2 separate regions of the Mus musculus genome follow, and region 1 is linked to region 2. A link is a contact called in public promoter capture Hi-C data. All regions are on one chromosome and are shown on one strand. Each heading gives the region's core, a stretch centred on a gene start, on an enhancer-like site or on the middle of the called end of the contact. The rest is flanking DNA. Distances are from core to core; before and after follow the strand shown.

Region 1 (2,826 bases), core at 224-2,723, 120 kb after region 2:
CGGCCGCCTCCAAGTAAGGCAGGCTCTGCTTCTGGGCCAGGAGGCGGAAGTGCTGGTCCAGGTTGCCCCCGAAGAGCCGGGGCAGGCGCAGCTCCACGTCTGGCAAGGGCGTGGCCGGCTGCCCCCAGAGCCCGTGCTTCTGCAGGTGCTCTACGCTGCGCTGCACCGCGGCCTCGTCGGGCATTTCCCCGCCGCACCCGAAGATCTGCTCGTGCAGGCCTCTCGACAACATCTGGATGAGCAGAGGGTTGAGCCGCAGCTGCCCATTCTCGGAGGAGGGCATTTGCGACGGCGGCCGCCCGTCGCTGGGGACGGGGTCGAGGACGGAGCTGGAGACCCAGCGCGCGGTTGCTGGTACTGGCCCTGAGGCGACCTTGGCGCCAGCCACCTTCTTCCAGAGCAGGCGGCTCATGGTTGGTGCAGGGAGCCCCCCGCTGTGAGTCGGGGCACCGGGCTTTGGGCTCCAGCTTGACTGCTTTTAGTGGCCGAAAGACTCAGAGAGAGACGCGTCCCCTCTCTGTGCTCCTGTCAGTGAAATAGGTCTCACCATGCCTGCCTTCCTCACACAAGTCCTAAAGGAGACAGACGATAAAAGTGTTATTACAAGTGTCACGGACTTGAACAAACCGCTTATCCCGCAACAAACATCTGCTGCGTGCCAAACAAGCATTTTCTCCACTTGATCTTAGCCAAAAGGCCAGAGCGGAGTAGGGACATTTTTCTGTTACGCCTCCAACAACCTTAAGAAATGGCACTGCCCCCTCCCGAGGACAGGGCCACACCGGCTCGGCAGTTAACTTGGGAGAAGCCGCTGGAGATGCTGAAATGGGGAGACGCAGACAGACCAGGGTTCTGGCTCTCCAACTGCGTGACCTTGGCCCAGCTCCTTAGGCCCCGACCTCCTCCTCTGTAAAATGGGGTTAAGAACTCTAGAGCCACGGGCCACTGCTGTAAGAGTGGCAGAGGGCGCGCTCGTCGAGTGGCCCTAACCCCAGTAGGCGCTCGGCAGACAGCAGTTGCCAGTCCCACCCCGCCGGCGGCCCGAGGGCCTAGCGCCCCAACTTCGAAACCCGCCGAACGAGCCACAGCCTCGGGGTCCGCACCCACACCCGGGCGGGCCTAGGGCGCCCTGGTCGGGGCGTCGGCGGCCACCCCCGCACGCCGGGACACAGGGTCCCCGCCGCAGCCGCCGCCCTGCTCCCGGCCCGGCTTCCCGAGTGGAGAGGGAGCAGCCGCGCCCGGCCCTCCCCCTGCCGAGCCCGCCGGAAACCTCGGTCCGCTTCGCGCTTCCCGTTCTGCGGCAGCCCACAGCCCCGGCGACGACGCGGCGTCCGCGGCGCGCGGCCCACGCAGCCTCAGGGTGGCGTGCGGTCTCGGGAGCAGCCGCAACTTCCCGTCTGCGCGAACTGGGTCCCGCGGCTACCCAGAGGCAGGCGGGAGACTCCCCCGAGCGTCCAATAAGAGCGCCGCCAATGGAGCCGCCCGCCCGCGGGGGTGCAGAGGGACTTCCGGGTGAGGTCCTCCGCTACTTCCCTCCCCACGGAAAAGATAGACCAGTCTGACGCGAGCCTGAAGGCGGCTACACGCTTTAAGCTAAGTAAAGGCACCTTCTCGCTGGCGGCCGCGTGGCCTAATGGATAAGGCGTCTGACTTCGGATCAGAAGATTGCAGGTTCGAGTCCTGCCGCGGTCGACTTGTATGTTGTTTTTATCTGTCAGTTTGTTAATCCCAAGATTCCCTTTGGAAATAAAGCGAAATTGACCGTAGTGGTTATGACCAACTTCTAGTCTAAACTTAATTCTTGGAACTCAAGGATCTGAGCAAACAACTGTCAGGGTGACACATTGCTTAAACGGTGACAGCGGTCGAGAGCCTTGTCCCGGATGGAGAGTGGAGCAAACGGAGCACGTGCCGTCCGAAGTCTAGATTTGTCACCTATGGACCGCAAAGGCTAAGCCTCGATGGAGTCTCCTCCCTCCTATCCCGGACAATGATGCTGGGGGTTGATGCTGTTGAGTCCGATTGGTCGCGCCCACCGGGCACAGCTGAAGCACGTCCCGCTTCAGAGATCTGTCAATCTCTGGGTCCACCTCCCGTTGCTCCGGTTGTTTCTGCTCCCAGCTCTCCGTAGAGGGTCAGCTGCAAAGGGTCAGGCGAATATGGCCTGGGTGAATAACTGGGACCCAGGGATTCAAGTCGAGAGTCCCGTACGAGGAAAGAAAAGATCAGGATTGCTTCAGGCAGACTAGGGGGCACAAGCAGCTGATTAGGGAAAAAATTCGGACCGCGCTGAACGGCAGCCCCCACTTCCAACCAGCGAGACCACCCGGACGCTGAGAACTGTGTACAGGAGAGAGGGTCTTTGACTTTTTTCAGGAGTCGCTCCTCTATCCGCTTTTCCTGTCACTAGCAGCGGCAGGGACTCATACAGAACCCTTCTCCTTTCTCCTTTTCTTAGTTTCTTCCCCCTCTTTTGTCTGTCTGTCTGTCGGCCTGTTTGCTTGTTTGTTTGTTTTTAACGATGAGGTCTCACATTGTAACTTAGAACTTACGCGGTAGCCCTGGCTGCCCTCCCGCCTCAGTGCTTGAACTACAAATATCCACAATCTAGCTCTCCAGCTGAGACATTCTTATACATTTTTCTAGATGTACTTAATAGACATAAAGTGATTTTTGTTTGTTTGATTGGTTGGTTATCAGTTTTATATATATACACACACAAACCAGAGTCAACTAGATAAGAGATTCCTTATTTTGTGATTCTTCTTGCTTTTACATAACTTTGCTCAGTTTATTTTGCTATAAGGTGAAAAAGGAGAGGCTCTT
Region 2 (2,746 bases), core at 134-2,633:
TTCCAATGTCCTTAACCTAGGAATAGTGCAGACCATCTTTTCCACAAGCCTTCTAAAAACCAAAGAAACAAAATTGAGGCTTCCATCTACCTTCGCTATCAACTAAGATGATCATTGTCAAAGTGGGTCACTAGACCAACAGTGTGAATGTCTCCTGACACCACATTGGAAATGTAGACCCTGAGGCTCTCTGTGTGACCCCTGCCTCTGGAGCTCCTGAGTGAGTAGGTTTGGGCCAAGGGACCACGGACAAGCATTTGGACCAACCACACAGTGCCCACTGTACCAGCACACCCCTCTCGCAACGCCTCTTCTGAAGAATGAGACCTAGAGCCACGTACATACCAAGCAAGCGCTTCTACCACTGAGCCCAAACCCGGGTTTTTGCTGTGATAATAACCTGCAAGCAGGTTTTTCAGTCCCCTCTTCATAAAGGAGCATTAGCACAAAGCAACTGTGCATATTTAAAGTTTGATTCTGAAGCCGGGTGTGGTAGCTCATACCTGTAATAGGCCCCCCCACTCTACTCCACCCCCACCCCCGCCGTTGGGAGACTGAGGCAGGAGGGTTGTCACAAGTTAGAGATAGCTTGGGCTACCTAGTGAATTCCTGGCCAGCCTGGGCTAGGAAGGAAGGAAGTGGGAAGGGAACAGGAGAGGGAAGCTGTTTGTTCTCTTTAGGTGTTGGATGGAGTGGCCAGCTACTGTGACCCTGACGTGGACCCTGAGAAAACCTTGCATTAAGGCAGTGTGGAAAGTTGCTTTACTTTAGATACTTCTAAAAGGCTGAGCAGCGCCCCCATCTGTTCAGAGTGCTTACTGCATGTAGAAAGGGAAGGAGCTCTGGTAAGAGATAACCCAGAGACATACGGGAGTGCAACTTAAAAAGTCCTTTCTCTTATAGTTCAGAGCAGGTAACTTTGTTGTTGTTGTTGTTTGTTGTGTGAGATGGTGTCTTGCTATGGCTAGCCTGGAAATCGGGCTGTCTTCTATCCCAAACTGCACCCAGAGTGCTGGGTTACAGAGGTGTACCACCAGGCCTGCTTTATTTTATTTTTTTCTGTCTCAAGACAAGGTCTTGCCAGCTAGCCTACAAACCTGCCTCAGTCTCCCAAATTCTAAGATGGCAGGAGTGAGCTATGATACCCAGACAGAATCCTTCTTCTTTAGAGAAAGTAGTTCCTAGGCCTAGTGGTACATGAGCACCCAGGGGACCCTCTAAAGAATAGCCATGCCCTTTAGGCCCCATCCCCAGATATTCTGCCAGCGGGCTTGGATATATGAGACACACACACACATACACACACACACACACACACACACACACACACGGCCAAGGGAAAAAAATGCAAACAGTAGATGTGTCGTAATGACTGAACACTATGACCAAAAGTAACTTGGGGGAGGAAGGGACTTATTTCACCTCGTAACTGCCAGGTCACGGTCCGTCACTGAGAGAAACCAAGACAGGAACTCAAATAGGAACCTGGATCCAGAAGCTGAAGCAGAGGCCAAAAGGGATGCTGTGCTCTTCAGACCTCACTCAGCTGCCCAGGGGTAGCCCCGCCCACAGTGGGCCGGGCCCTCACACATCAGCCATTAATCAGAAAGGTGGAGTGAGGGGTTAGAGAGATGGCTCAGCCATTAAAAGCACTGGCTGCTCTTCCAGAGGACCTGAGTTCAATTCCCAGCAACTACATGGTGGCTCACAACCATGCCCTATGGTGTGTCTGAAGACAGCAACAGTGTACTCATATACATAAAAATAAATAAATCTAAGAAAAAGAAAGAGTGAGCCCCTCAGACTTGCCTGCAGCCCAGTCTGGTGGAGACGTCATCTCAGTTCGGGTTCCCTCTTCCCACGTGACTCCAGTTTGTATCAAACCAGCACAGACAGATAGAAGGGAGTTGTTCTAGGCTCTAAAAGTGGTGTTCCAATTCTGGAAGCTACTGTTTAAAGCCAGCTGGGCTTTACTGTTTAAAGCCAAGTCTGGTCTCAGACTTGTGAGTCCGTGGCTGCAGGACAGCAGCTCCCGTTCCCACTGCAAACCCTTCCCCCTACTGGTGTATGTGGTATGTGCTTCTGCCAGCCTCCAGCAGTTGCCCTGCTAAGTTTTACTCTTAGGTTGGCTCCCTGACGTCTGGGCTTGCTATTAGAATGTGCTGAATCCTTCGCCTCTGCATGCCCCCCAGCATCTCTGTCTCAGCAGAGCTACAGAGGTATAGCTAGGCTCTGACAGCTTCCCAGGGGACAGTGGCTGAGAGCATCCCCGCTAGGCAGACCAGGCGTAAACACCCTCTCCATTCACACGGCCCCTCTGAGGGTTTCAGAATGAGTTGTCCTCCCTTGCCACCGTATCCCTGTGTCACTAAGAACATTTGTCTGAACCCTGCAGAGCATCCTGGGTGTCCCTGTAGACTTGGGGTTCATCTTCGTTCTGTCCCCAGAGTTGTCAAGAAGGTCCGGTAAATAACATCCTCTGGGCTCTTCACACCATGAATCATTGTACACAGGGGTAGAGCGCCCCAATTTGTAGCTAAGAAGCTAATCAATCCTCAAAGGGCTTAACTCTTGCTGGTATTTATATCTGTCTGTGCATGAACATAGCTGCTTAACGCTCGCCCTGAAAATCTGTTTGGATGCCCAGGAGCATCTAACCCAGTAAATCACAACCCACCTTTAAAAGAGCATTGCAAATGTATTTGACTTGTGTTGTACGTCTGCTCACAAACACTGCTAATGCCCA

What was found. Promoter capture Hi-C pulls out the DNA fragments that hold promoters and counts their contacts.
Region 1: a contact with region 2 is called in a promoter capture Hi-C map of liver. The contact joins the promoter of Polg here to the enhancer-like site in region 2. A contact is called at or near these places in 4 of 39 promoter capture datasets (embryonic stem cells, hippocampal neurons, liver and 1 more), 1 of 115 datasets of contacts at active chromatin or transcription factors (embryonic stem cells) and 1 of 9 other capture datasets (adipose tissue).

Annotation. Positions count from the first base shown.
Region 1 is chr7:79,464,800-79,467,625 of GRCm38.p6, forward strand. Polg (polymerase (DNA directed), gamma) reads right to left here and starts at 1,474. Exons shown (of 23, transcript NM_017462.3): 1 at 1,271-1,474; 2 at 1-572. The coding sequence starts at 412. It overlaps n-TRtcg5 (a tRNA gene), which reads left to right and starts at 1,620; the gene lies at 1,620-1,692.
Region 2 is chr7:79,345,313-79,348,058 of GRCm38.p6, forward strand. All of the region lies in intron 5 of Abhd2 (abhydrolase domain containing 2), which reads left to right. The region is part of intron 2 of Gm24224 (a long non-coding RNA gene); the gene reads right to left. Among named protein-coding and RNA genes, the nearest start is that of Gm24224, 7.2 kb to the right of the region's middle. Within about 2 kb of position 1,384, at least 27 of the 459 cell types and tissues checked have an H3K27ac peak or open chromatin away from gene starts, as enhancers often do. A contact at or near this core is called in liver, where this site is marked.